3 separate regions of the Mus musculus genome follow, and regions 1 and 3 are each linked to region 2. A link is a contact called in public promoter capture Hi-C data. All regions are on one chromosome and are shown on one strand. Each heading gives the region's core, a stretch centred on a gene start, on an enhancer-like site or on the middle of the called end of the contact. The rest is flanking DNA. Distances are from core to core; before and after follow the strand shown.

Region 1 (3,472 bases), core at 44-2,543, 6.9 Mb before region 2:
ACTCTTCCTCCCCACTCCAAAGTGATAGGAAAAGCTTCTGGAAGATTGTCATACTCTTTACCTTCCCAAAAATGTTTGAATCCACAACCACATTTGCCACCAGTAGACCTAGAATTAGTTCTGTCTCCATCCAAATACACAATAGAGCCATCTCCTCTGACTCTTCGCACAGATGAGCCATGGCACCAATTACAAGCTGTTAGATTACTCAATCCATAGTCTGGTAGCAGAACATCTTTTACTGGATCATATGAACAAACCAAATTGTTTAAGGGAAAGCTGTAATTTTTGTCAGGCCTCAACTGCCCATGAGTACTTTTTGCCAAGTTATACAGTTTCCCTCCTGGAGCCAACCACTCAGAAGGGACATGAAGTTCAGAAAGGGCACCACAAAGCAAACACTTGTGAAGGCGATTGTCCATTACTGCCTTTTTAGCAGCTGCTGTAACTTCCTCAGGCTGAACTCCTATCACCCCAGTCCTTCTGTAGAAATACTGATGTACATCAGCAACCAAACTAGGATGGATACCATGTTTGTCCATAAAGACTTCTTCCATAGCAGCAACCAGCCTAAGTAAGTACTTATCCTGCAAACTTCTGTCTCCTCCAATAACACAGCCACCATCCTCCTCAAGCTTGATGTACTTTTTAATAAGGTCCTGAGGCACACCCCATGCTTTAGGTAACAAATTCATGGGTAGTTTGGGCAGGGCAGCCCCCTTTATGCCTACCAAGGGAATATAATGGTTTCTACCAGAGCTACTCCACGCAATACAGATTGGCTTGTTCAAATGACCATCTCTCCCAGTGCATTTCTCTGCAGGTATGAGGCCAGGTAGAAAGGTGGCTGAATAATCACCAGAGCTTCTCATGCCGCTGAGGGAATCTAAAAGAATTATGGGACGATGTAACACATTGGCAAGGCCGAATATGTGGATATTCCTCAGGCCTAAGGGGACACCTTCAGGTGGCACAAACAGAGGGTCACATTCATTGATAATGTCCTCCCACTCGGCAGCATCAATAAAGTCATGAAACAGGGCTTGATATCGGGCTAGGTGCTGCTGAAAGTGCTGCTTAAGATTCTCCCTCAGAGCATGCCAGAAGAGCTCTCGGCCTACTAGAGCCCTAGACACAGCATGCACTAGGCAGTGTCCATCCCCATCCACATGCACTGGGATGAGGCATTCTTGACTTTTATTAGCCCGTTTGATATCCTCGAGCGTGTCGTGCAAATACAGGAGGCTTCCGGAGCGGTCCTTGCCATAGCCCACTGTGTTGACGTGCTCTGGTTCGATGAGGAAGGCCCGGTCACCAAGTAACGCGCAATCGAACAGTTCGCCTTGGTTCATGTCCCGGAGAAGCTTGGCCCGGCCCGTTTGTTTGTCCATTCCATAGCGTGCCAATATTGGCGACAATAATTTGCAGTGGTAGTTGGAGAGGCCCATCACCTTTACCAGTTCCGTGTTCTTCTTGGGAGCCCCCGTCACTCCGAGTAGCGCGTTCCGCAGCAGATTGTGCAGCACTACGTCCGGGTCGGTCACCTCCTCCACTCCCAGCAGCTGTTGCTGCTCGTGCCGCTGTCCGCACTCGGTACACTCGATGCTGACAGAACCCGAGGCCGGGAAGAAGAGGCGCGCCTGGCACTTGGGATCCGGGCAACTCCCGGAAAGGATTCTTCGGTCCCTTCGTTTCGAAAGGCCCCCCGGAGAAGCCGCCGCCGCCAGAGACGACGAAGTCTGCGGAGCCTCAGGGGGAGGCGGCGGCGGCGGCAGCGGAGGAGGCGGCGGCGGCTGAGACATCGCTCTCGGCTCTCGCTCGGCGTCCCAAGCGACCCTCAAAGGCACATAGCCAGACCTCCGCCGGCCCGACGAGGTCTAGTCCAGGCCCAGGGCGAATGGCTTTCCTTTTCCTACCAGTTCCTCCTCCTCCTAGGCGAAGGCGGAAGCGCCGGACGTTGTTTCTCTTCTCACTTCTCCACTGCCTTAGCCGTTGCCCCGAACGTAACGGCCACCACCCCACCCCGCACTCACACTCACTCACTCTCGCTCTCTCCCTCAGACACAGACATACACGCCCTCACTGAGACTGCGCAGGCGTAGCTTCTGCTCTGCCCTCTGGGAACCAGAGTCTTCCGGCTCCTCTCTCGCGAAGGAGTGCTAGGCGCTTCCGTCCAGAAAGAACTTCAAATACCGTGATGCAAAGCGACTCGACGCACGCGGGGAGGAGGAAGAGGAAGGCACTCGGAAGGTGGGGGCAGAAAGGAAGTCGATGATTCGCGGAGCTTGTCGGTAGTTGTATTTTTAACTGGATCTCTTTTGTAGTTTGTCCCCCATTCTATGGCCCACGAGAAAGAGTCAGAGAAATCACATTCCTAGGCTGCTGTGGGTAGTGTCCCCCTGCACTTTCCCCTTGCGCAGAAAGGAGTGTGCTTGGGGAAAACAAAAGTGCAAAGGATTGGTGTGGAAGAGGGTCTAAAGTCCACCACCACTGCTAGGAAGTCCGGGTTAAAGGTCCTAAGAACATGGAAGGAGTTTTCTATGAGGCTACTTTTTTTTTTAAGTATATTAATTTTTCAAATACGATGTCATTTTTTTAAAATTACCACTTAGCTAGCAAGTGCCGTAACTGAGCTTCTATCTTATTCGTAGTTATAAGCTGGTAGGTTAATGATGAAAGGTCACAGTTTGAGAATTACTGATCGCCAACTTGTAAGAACACTTTTAAAGAAAACATCCTGTTATTATATTTGTCTTTTTGTATGTCTGTCTGTCTGTCTGTTTATTTGTTTATTTGTTTGTTTGTTTGTGTAGAATTCACTAAATAGACGAGGGTGGCCTCAAATCCACAGAGATCCACCTGCCTCTATCTCCTGAGTGATGGGACTAAAGATGTTTGCCACCAACCTGTCTTCTTTTTTAAGTGTTAAGGAAATTGCTTGTCATCAAATGTTTAAAAAATAAGTTTAAAAGAAAGTTAACGTTGTCTGTTAGCAGTTAGAGATCACAATTATTAAGGTTTTTCTATGCATATATAGTATACAGTTTTACTTTTTTAGCCCAGGCAGACCTCAAACTCCCTATAGTAGAGAATTGACCTTGAACTTTCTGTCTTCTGCCTCCACCTCCCAAATGCCAGGGTCAGAGGTACATACCACTACACCTAGGTTATGCAGTGTTAAGGGCTGAACTTGGAGCTTCATGCATGATAGGCAGGCATTCTACTAACTGAGATATAATCCCAGCCTGCATAATATATAGGAGATTTTCACTTCACTCTATTTTTTAGACTATAATATAATTATATGTCCCTTCCCATTCCTCCTTCCTAACCCTCATATATGCCCCTCCTTGCTCTCTTTCAAATTCGTGGTCTCAACTGATGCATTTTTCAAACTGTATGTGTGTGTGTGTGTGTGTGTGTGTGTGTGTGTAGATCTATAACTGTTCTTTGTGTTAAACACACTCTTTTC
Region 2 (3,613 bases), core at 746-3,245:
AGCAACAAAATGTAATCAATTTCACATTCACCCAAGATACCATCAGATTGGACCTTGTAGTAAATTCTTGTTAGGTAACTGATTTCATTTAGATCAACCTCTTCCAAGAGGATTCCCAACTCTGCTTTTAAGCACCTCTGTGCTGCTCGCTTCACAGCAATGGCATTGTTTTCATCCAGCTCACCTGGACACTTAATAGATGACTACAGCAACTATTGGTGAAACAACCTGGAAAGGTAATTTTAGCATCTGATCTCTGCTGTAACAGGAGCTTATTTTCATTATTAAACAAGAAGACACTAAATGCTCGGTGGATGTAATAATCCTTTGTTGATGGATTCATTCAGGTGACAGTTTTTCTTGGTGTCAGCTCCAATTTTATTGCCATTTTCATCAATAAGAATACACATCTTTGCTACAAAGTAAACTGATTTTTCATCAAGATGGTTGGTATTTATTTCAGGCATTATGACCTGAATGTCTGACCTGACCTAGAACACAGAGATTCCAGTTAGAGGTAGTCTCGTGTATTTTTAGATGCATGTCCTATTACACATTTGCACCATGAGTTCCCAAATTTATGCCGTTACAGTGCTCCCTCTACTCCTGTCTAAGTCCTGTGCAATAGGCACTAAGTATCATCTGCCTTTGGGAGAAAGGTATAGTGTTGATTCAAAAAACTCTCACCTCAATGGAGAGAAAAGAGAACTTATTCTAGAACCAAATGAGTGATCATGGCTTGGAAACACAGATTTATGTCACCCCCTGTCCCCATGTTCCATGTTTCAACATGGAAGTAGTTTCATGAAGCTTTTTTATAGTAACAGAACAAAGAAAATCATCAGTCAAGACAGGTTTCTACATTAGTGGGATGGTTAGGTACGTTTTTTAAAAGTGGGGAAACCTGTTTTAGGCTTCAGGTGCTATTTGACAGTACTCGGAAAACTAATACCCTGTGCATTCCAAATGAAAGCTTGAACTCGGTGTGTTCCAGCTGAAGGTCGTGAAGATGTTAGGTACACAGGAGGACAATACATTAAGGCTACTAAGAGATCTGCAAATGGCCCATGATAAATTGGCTCTGGATTTGCAACACTGTAGATTCTTCTATGTCAGTCCGTGCTAGGCAAGATACACTCCCCACCTTGGACATGATGGGGGCTTTGTTTGTTTGTTCCTTTGGTTTTTGTTTTTGTTTTTTTGTTTTTTTTCGAGACAGGGTTTCTCTGTATAGCCCTGGCTGTCCTGGAACTCACTCTGTAGACCAGGCTGGCCTCGAACTCAGAAATCCGCCTGCCTCTGCCTCCCGAGTGCTGGGATTAAAGGCGTACGCCACCACACCCAGCTCGGATACGACGTTTTTAATGGGGAAAAAAAAAAATCTGTCAACAAAATCGAAAATTATGTGAAAAAATTCCATTTTCTCCTATCTCAGTGGTGGAATTAAGTTAAATCATTAAATCTTTTTTTTTTTTTTTTTCCCCCGAGACAGGGTTTTTCTGTGTAGCCCTGGCTGTCCTGGAACTCACTCTGTAGACCAGGCTGGCCTCGAACTCAGAAATGCGCCTGTCTCTGTCTCCCAAGTGCTGGGACTAAATCATTCATTCATTTTGTTAATATCATATCATAGCATACAAAGTATTTAAACATTATAACATTAAGTACCTTAAACTACATTCCTTTTGGGCTGATATGCTACAATTACTTCTGCGAAGCTAAATCATTTTCCCAAACCAGTTTTAGGACCTATAAAGTGACTTTCATGAGAACGAAGTATTTAACTAGGCTTCTGGTCACTGTCTTTTTCACATGCCTACACACTCTGTCCTTGCACACGGTCAAAAGCCGACCAAATACTAGGAATTCGGTTGAAGCCCATCATCTTAAGCAGGGAGTTGGGGTTTTGGGTCATTTGCTGCCTGGAACCCACCAGGTGGAGAAGGTTGCAGGCCGGCCGCATTTTCTGCGCACGCGCGCGCACCAATCCGGCCGCGTGTTCCGTTTAAGGGGCGGAGCCTCATCGCTCTTGTGGGGGCCACTGTCGAGCGGAGTCGCTTTTGGGTGTCCTTGGCCGCAGCTGGAAACTGACGGCCACCTTCTCCAACTCGCAGCATGCTGTTGGGGTTGGGCGGCCGGTGGGCAGCGGGCCTATGGCCGGGCCGGACGAGGACGACGTGGTGTGTGGCCGCCGCGCTCCGAGGTTCCGGGATCGCTTTCTGGCGTGCGGCCTCGCTAGCCGAGCCAGAGCGGCTCCGGAGCGGCGGGCATCTAGCGCTAGCCGAGTCTTGCGGGCCACCCGGGCGAGCGCAGGTCGGCTGTTCGTAGGCTGTGGTGGTGGGGAGCGGGCGCAGCATGGGGTCTGGGAACTCCAGTGCTGAGGGGACACTCCCGGTGCGGGCCTGGGAGGAGCAGGCCTCGACCTCGGGGTCCGCAGCTGCTGTCAATCCAGGGATTGATTCTCCTTTCGAAGGCTATTAAAGCACCACAAATGGTTCTTTTTGTTGTTTTTCAGAGACAGGATGTCCCAGTTTTGTAGACTCACCTGTCCTGAATTCGCTATATAGACCCGGTTGTCCTCGAAATCAGAGACTCGCCTACCTATTGACTTCCCATTCTAGGATTAAAGATTTGCTCTGCTGCGCAGGGACTTATTTCTTACTCTAGAGCTAAAGGTCAGAAGGGCGCTAAGTGCTAAGAAATTGATGCAGCACGTGGAGCTAGCCTCCTAAGTTGTGTTACTTGTCCGTTTTTAGGAATTTCTTTGATTACGGAGTGAAAGGTGGGGTGTGGATGTTATTGAACAAAGTACGTAGTATGTTAAACTATACTATAAAATGTAAGAATTTTGTGGGTTTTCGAGACAGGGTTTCTCATGTGTAGTCTTGGCTAACCTGGGACTTGCTCTGTAGACCAAGCTGGCCTTGAACTCAGATATCCCCTGCCACTGCCTCCAGAGTGCTGGGATTAAAGGTGTAGCTCGGCAAGAATTTTATGTATATTAAGCTACATTGTAATATATAAGAATTTTAAAAACTTTTAAGAAATGCTGAAAGTGGTAATTGAATTATTTGTTGTTAGTTGCTTGTGGGTGGGTTTCCCTGTGTAGCCCTGGCTGATCTGTTGACCAGGCTGGTGCTGGCTTCAAACTCACAGATAAAAGGTGTGTGCTATAGCCAAGGGTCTCGAGATATTGGACTCTTAACTGAATTTCAACACAAATTAGGCATACTTTTTACATTTTTAAATGTGAGCAATGTGAAATTCATTTTTAGATGCTCATTTATACATACTTGGGAAACTCCTGTTTCATATAGCTTTCAAGCAGTTTTTCAAGCAAGCTTTCTTGCTAAGAGATAGAAGGCCCAGGGTATGGTAGTGGCACAGACTTAAAGTCCCAGTGTTAGCTCTGGAGGCTCAGACAGAGGATCAGCATGAGCTTCATGGTCAGTTGGAGGCCAACATGGACCACATTGATGACTGGACTTGATCTTCAAAACAAAATGGGGTACAAGGTATATGCAAGGCTTTCAGGGAGACAGCCTTAAAAATGCTAGTTATTCATGTAACTAGTTCCTAAGTACTAACCACAGGGGTGGTAGGAGAAGCCTAGTCT
Region 3 (3,715 bases), core at 261-2,760, 7.1 Mb before region 2:
ATCTGGTCTAGCACCAAGAGGAAAACAAAGAATTATAGTGGCTCCTGCCTGTAATGCCAGAATTTGGGAGGCAGAGGCAAGGGAATTAATTCCAAGACCATTCTTAGCTATATAGCAAACTTAAACCACATTAAAAACAAAAATGATTTGGATGACTCCATATGCAACTAAGGCTAGCCTTGAACACCTGGCCCTCCTGCCTCTTTCTCTAGAGTGCTGGGATTATACACCATACCCAGTTTAGTCTGCATTTTTTAAATGTCTATTTATGGGGGACGGGGAAGGCAGTGAAGGATGGAGATAACAATGATACCTGTATGAAAGCACCATATTGAAAATAATTACTTTGCATTCTAACCAAAAACTTAGTTTAAAAAATGGAACTGGACACTGGATATTGCATGCCTGAAACACTAATGCTTGAGAGAGAGGTAGGAGAATCAAGAAGTTCTCAGTGGTGGTGCACACCTTTAATCCCAGCACTTGGGAGGCAGAGGAAAGCAGATTTCTGAGTTCGAAGCCAGCCTGGTCTACAGAGTGAGTTCCAGGACAGCCAGGGCTATACAGAGAAACCCTGTCTCAAAAAATAACAAAAAACAAACAAACAAAAAAGAAGTCAAGTTCTCTTTCGATGTACAGGGAGTTCAAGCTCGGCCTCCGGTTCATGTGATCTAAACTAAAAAATAAATAAATCAGTAAAAGTCTACTTATGTGACAAGACAAAAAAACCAACCAAACAAACAAACAAACAAAACACTTTTTTGGATGACATTAGATGAACATGTGCCCATTCTAACACCGGACTGAGGTAAAAACCTATAAAAATAGATGGCAGTAAATAGTAAACTGAGATTTTTAACTCCCTAGGCCACCATGACTACTGAATAAAAACTATTTGGTTTTCACTGGATCTTAGCCTTCCTCCAAGCTTATTAACACATTTACCTTTAAAACACTCCTGGATACTACCAGAGTCTCCATCTTCCACGATTTTTCAGGCCTACACAAATATCACAGGAACAAACAATGGCATGGCCAGAATTGGTGCCCAGGCCACGTACAGACAAACTGCAAGCCCTACTAAGTCGCAAAACAATGCCTAACTTGGACAGGTATCCGTGGGATCTGTCTCCGCTCACACCTAGGGCACAGAGAACGGGCTATAACTCTGGGGAAATAATTTGTCTCGCCCCAAACACCTCTGTAATAGATTTACCCATAGACACTGTGGTGTAGACGCTCCATTCGGAAGCTACAATGCAGGCACTTCCAAGAGTTTGAGCAGCCCGCGTCCTACTGCACTACCTCTGCCCCACAGCATGCTGGGAAACGTAGTCCCAACCAGGTCCTGAGCTGGTTAGCCAACCCTCAGCGCCAGTCGGGCCAACATCCGGTGACGAATCCAAGTCCCGCCTCTAAGCCCATCTGCTGTCCAATGCCGCCCTCTGCCGGTCTTTACCTCCCCGCCTAGCTGTGAGCCGCTTCCAGACAACCCGGAAGTGATCTTTCCTCTTCCGGATTACGGGTCCGGACGTCCGCACGTGGTTGCCGGTTTAGGGTGCTGCTGTAGTGGCGATACGTCCCGCCGCTGTCCCGAAGTGAGGGATCCGAGCCGCAGCGAGAGCCATGGAGGGCCAGCGCGTGGAGGAGCTGCTGGCCAAGGCAGAGCAGGAGGAGGCGGAGAAGCTGCAGCGCATCACGGTGCACAAGGAGCTGGAGCTGGAGTTCGACCTGGGCAACCTGCTGGCTTCGGACCGCAACCCCCCGACCGTGCTGCGCCAGGCCGGGCCGTCGCCGGAGGCCGAGCTGCGGGCCCTGGCGCGGGACAACACGCAGCTGCTCATCAACCAGCTGTGGCGGCTGCCGACCGAGCGCGTGGAGGAGGCGGTGGTCGCGCGCTTGCCGGAGCCCGCCACTCGCCTGCCCCGCGAGAAGCCGCTGCCCCGACCACGGCCGCTCACCCGCTGGCAGCAGTTCGCGCGCCTTAAGGGAATCCGTCCCAAGAAGAAGACCAACCTCGTGTGGGACGAGGCGAGTGGCCAGTGGCGGCGCCGTTGGGGCTACAAGCGCGCCCGGGATGACACTAAAGAATGGCTGATCGAGGTGCCTGGGAGCGCCGACCCCATGGAAGACCAGTTCGCCAAGAGGACTCAGGCCAAGAAAGAACGCGTGGCCAAGAATGAGCTGAACCGTCTGCGGAACCTGGCTCGCGCGCACAAGATGCAGATGCCCAGCTCAGCCGGCCTGCACCCTACTGGACACCAGAGTAAGGAAGAGCTGGGCCGCGCCATGCAAGTGGCCAAGGTTTCCACCGCTTCGGTGGGACGCTTCCAGGAGCGCCTTCCCAAGGAGAAAGCTCCCCGGGGCTCCGGCAAGAAGAGGAAGTTTCAGCCCCTCTTTGGGGACTTCGCAGCCGAGAAAAAGAACCAGTTGGAGCTACTTCGAGTCATGAACAGCAAGAAACCTCGGCTGGACGTGACGAGGGCCACCAACAAGCAGATGAGGGAAGAGGACCAGGAGGAGGCTGCCAAGAGGAGGAAAATGAGCCAGAAAGGCAAGAGGAAAGGGGGCCGGCAAGGACCTTCGGGCAAGAGAAAGGGCGGCCCGCCGGGTCAGGGAGAAAAGAGGAAAGGAGGCTTGGGAAGCAAAAAGCATTCCTGGCCTTCTGCTTTAGCTGGCAAGAAGAAAGGAGTGCCGCCCCAAGGTGGGAAGAGGAGGAAGTAGCGTTCTCCCCTCGGGACCAGTTCTGAAAAGCTGGGACTGTACTAAAAGTTAACTTGGGCGGTATAGGTGGCCGCTGCCCTCAGTGACATTTGACATTAAAAGGACGGGTTTGCCTTCCCTCGAGTCAGTGCTGGACGAGTTAATAGAGACACTGACTGGAAATTGGTGTATTTTGAGAATTATAGAAATGATATAGCCAGAACCAGGAATAAGTTAAGGCCTGCCTTTTTATCTTGACTTTGGATACTGCGTTACAGTAGATTGGTTTCAACATTTTTGCATTATTTTTATAACAAAGCTTGTGTATTTATCAAAGCGGGGAGGGCGGGGGAAAATTATATCTACCTGTGATTTGCAAGTATTGTAAATGGATGCAGGTACCTGGTGTTGCTTTTAACTTTTACTGTCGGTAGAGGTTGCATGTGAAGCCAGTAACCTGGGCACCAATATGGAGTGTGCTTGAGAAAAACAAAGTAGTTACAGTGGTTCTAAAAAAGACCCCTTGTTTTAGGAAAACTTTGGCCCTAACTATAATATTAAAAGTATAGTGCTTTTTGGTGTTGGTTCAGGTGGTGCATTTGGCCAATGGATTGCTTTAAGTCCAGAAATAGTTGTCATTTTGTTTGTAACCGGTGGCTTTTGTTTAATTGGCTTGGGTTTTAGATATTGTCAAAATATCTGGCATTCACTATGGAACCAAGGCTGCCCTGGAACTCAGGGCCAAGTGCTGAGATTATAATCGAGCAGCAGATTTCATGTTTATTTCTGTCCTAGATGTTTTTCCCTGTTTCATTGTCTTATTTTGTTCTTAATAAACTTATCTTTGCATAATTAGTATTTGCATTATTTTTGTAAGTTATTAATAGCAATTCTAGAATTGAGGAAGGGGTGTTTTCTTTAAAGCAAGTTGGTCTGTCAGTTGCTAGCAGTTGGGAATTGGGTTGGAGGTTACTCTTAGTGTGGTTTCAGTTTTATAAGGTTACTTGTAGAA

Evidence for each region. Promoter capture Hi-C pulls out the DNA fragments that hold promoters and counts their contacts.
Region 1: a contact with region 2 is called in a promoter capture Hi-C map of pre-B cells, with 2.7 times the contacts expected there. The contact joins the promoter of 1700034P13Rik here to the promoter of Tmem70 in region 2. A contact is called at or near these places in 1 of 39 promoter capture datasets (pre-B cells) and 1 of 484 Hi-C or Micro-C datasets (CD8 T cells).
Region 3: a contact with region 2 is called in a promoter capture Hi-C map of pre-B cells. The contact joins the promoter of Rrs1 here to the promoter of Tmem70 in region 2. A contact is called at or near these places in 1 of 39 promoter capture datasets (pre-B cells) and 3 of 484 Hi-C or Micro-C datasets (CD8 T cells, muscle stem cells and regulatory T cells).

What each region holds. Positions count from the first base shown.
Region 1 is chr1:9,746,355-9,749,826 of GRCm38.p6, forward strand. It overlaps 1700034P13Rik (RIKEN cDNA 1700034P13 gene), which reads left to right and starts at 1,294. Exons shown (of 4, transcript NR_040462.1): 1 at 1,294-2,250. It overlaps Vcpip1 (valosin containing protein (p97)/p47 complex interacting protein 1), which reads right to left and starts at 2,028. Exons shown (of 3, transcript NM_173443.3): 1 at 1-2,028. The coding sequence starts at 1,802.
Region 2 is chr1:16,663,196-16,666,808 of GRCm38.p6, forward strand. Tmem70 (transmembrane protein 70) reads left to right here and starts at 1,996. Exons shown (of 3, transcript NM_027415.2): 1 at 1,996-2,310. The coding sequence starts at 2,113. It also overlaps the pseudogene Gm7654.
Region 3 is chr1:9,543,898-9,547,612 of GRCm38.p6, forward strand. It overlaps Rrs1 (ribosome biogenesis regulator 1), which reads left to right and starts at 1,511. Exons shown (of 1, transcript NM_021511.2): 1 at 1,511-3,558. The coding sequence starts at 1,627. The coding sequence ends at 2,724.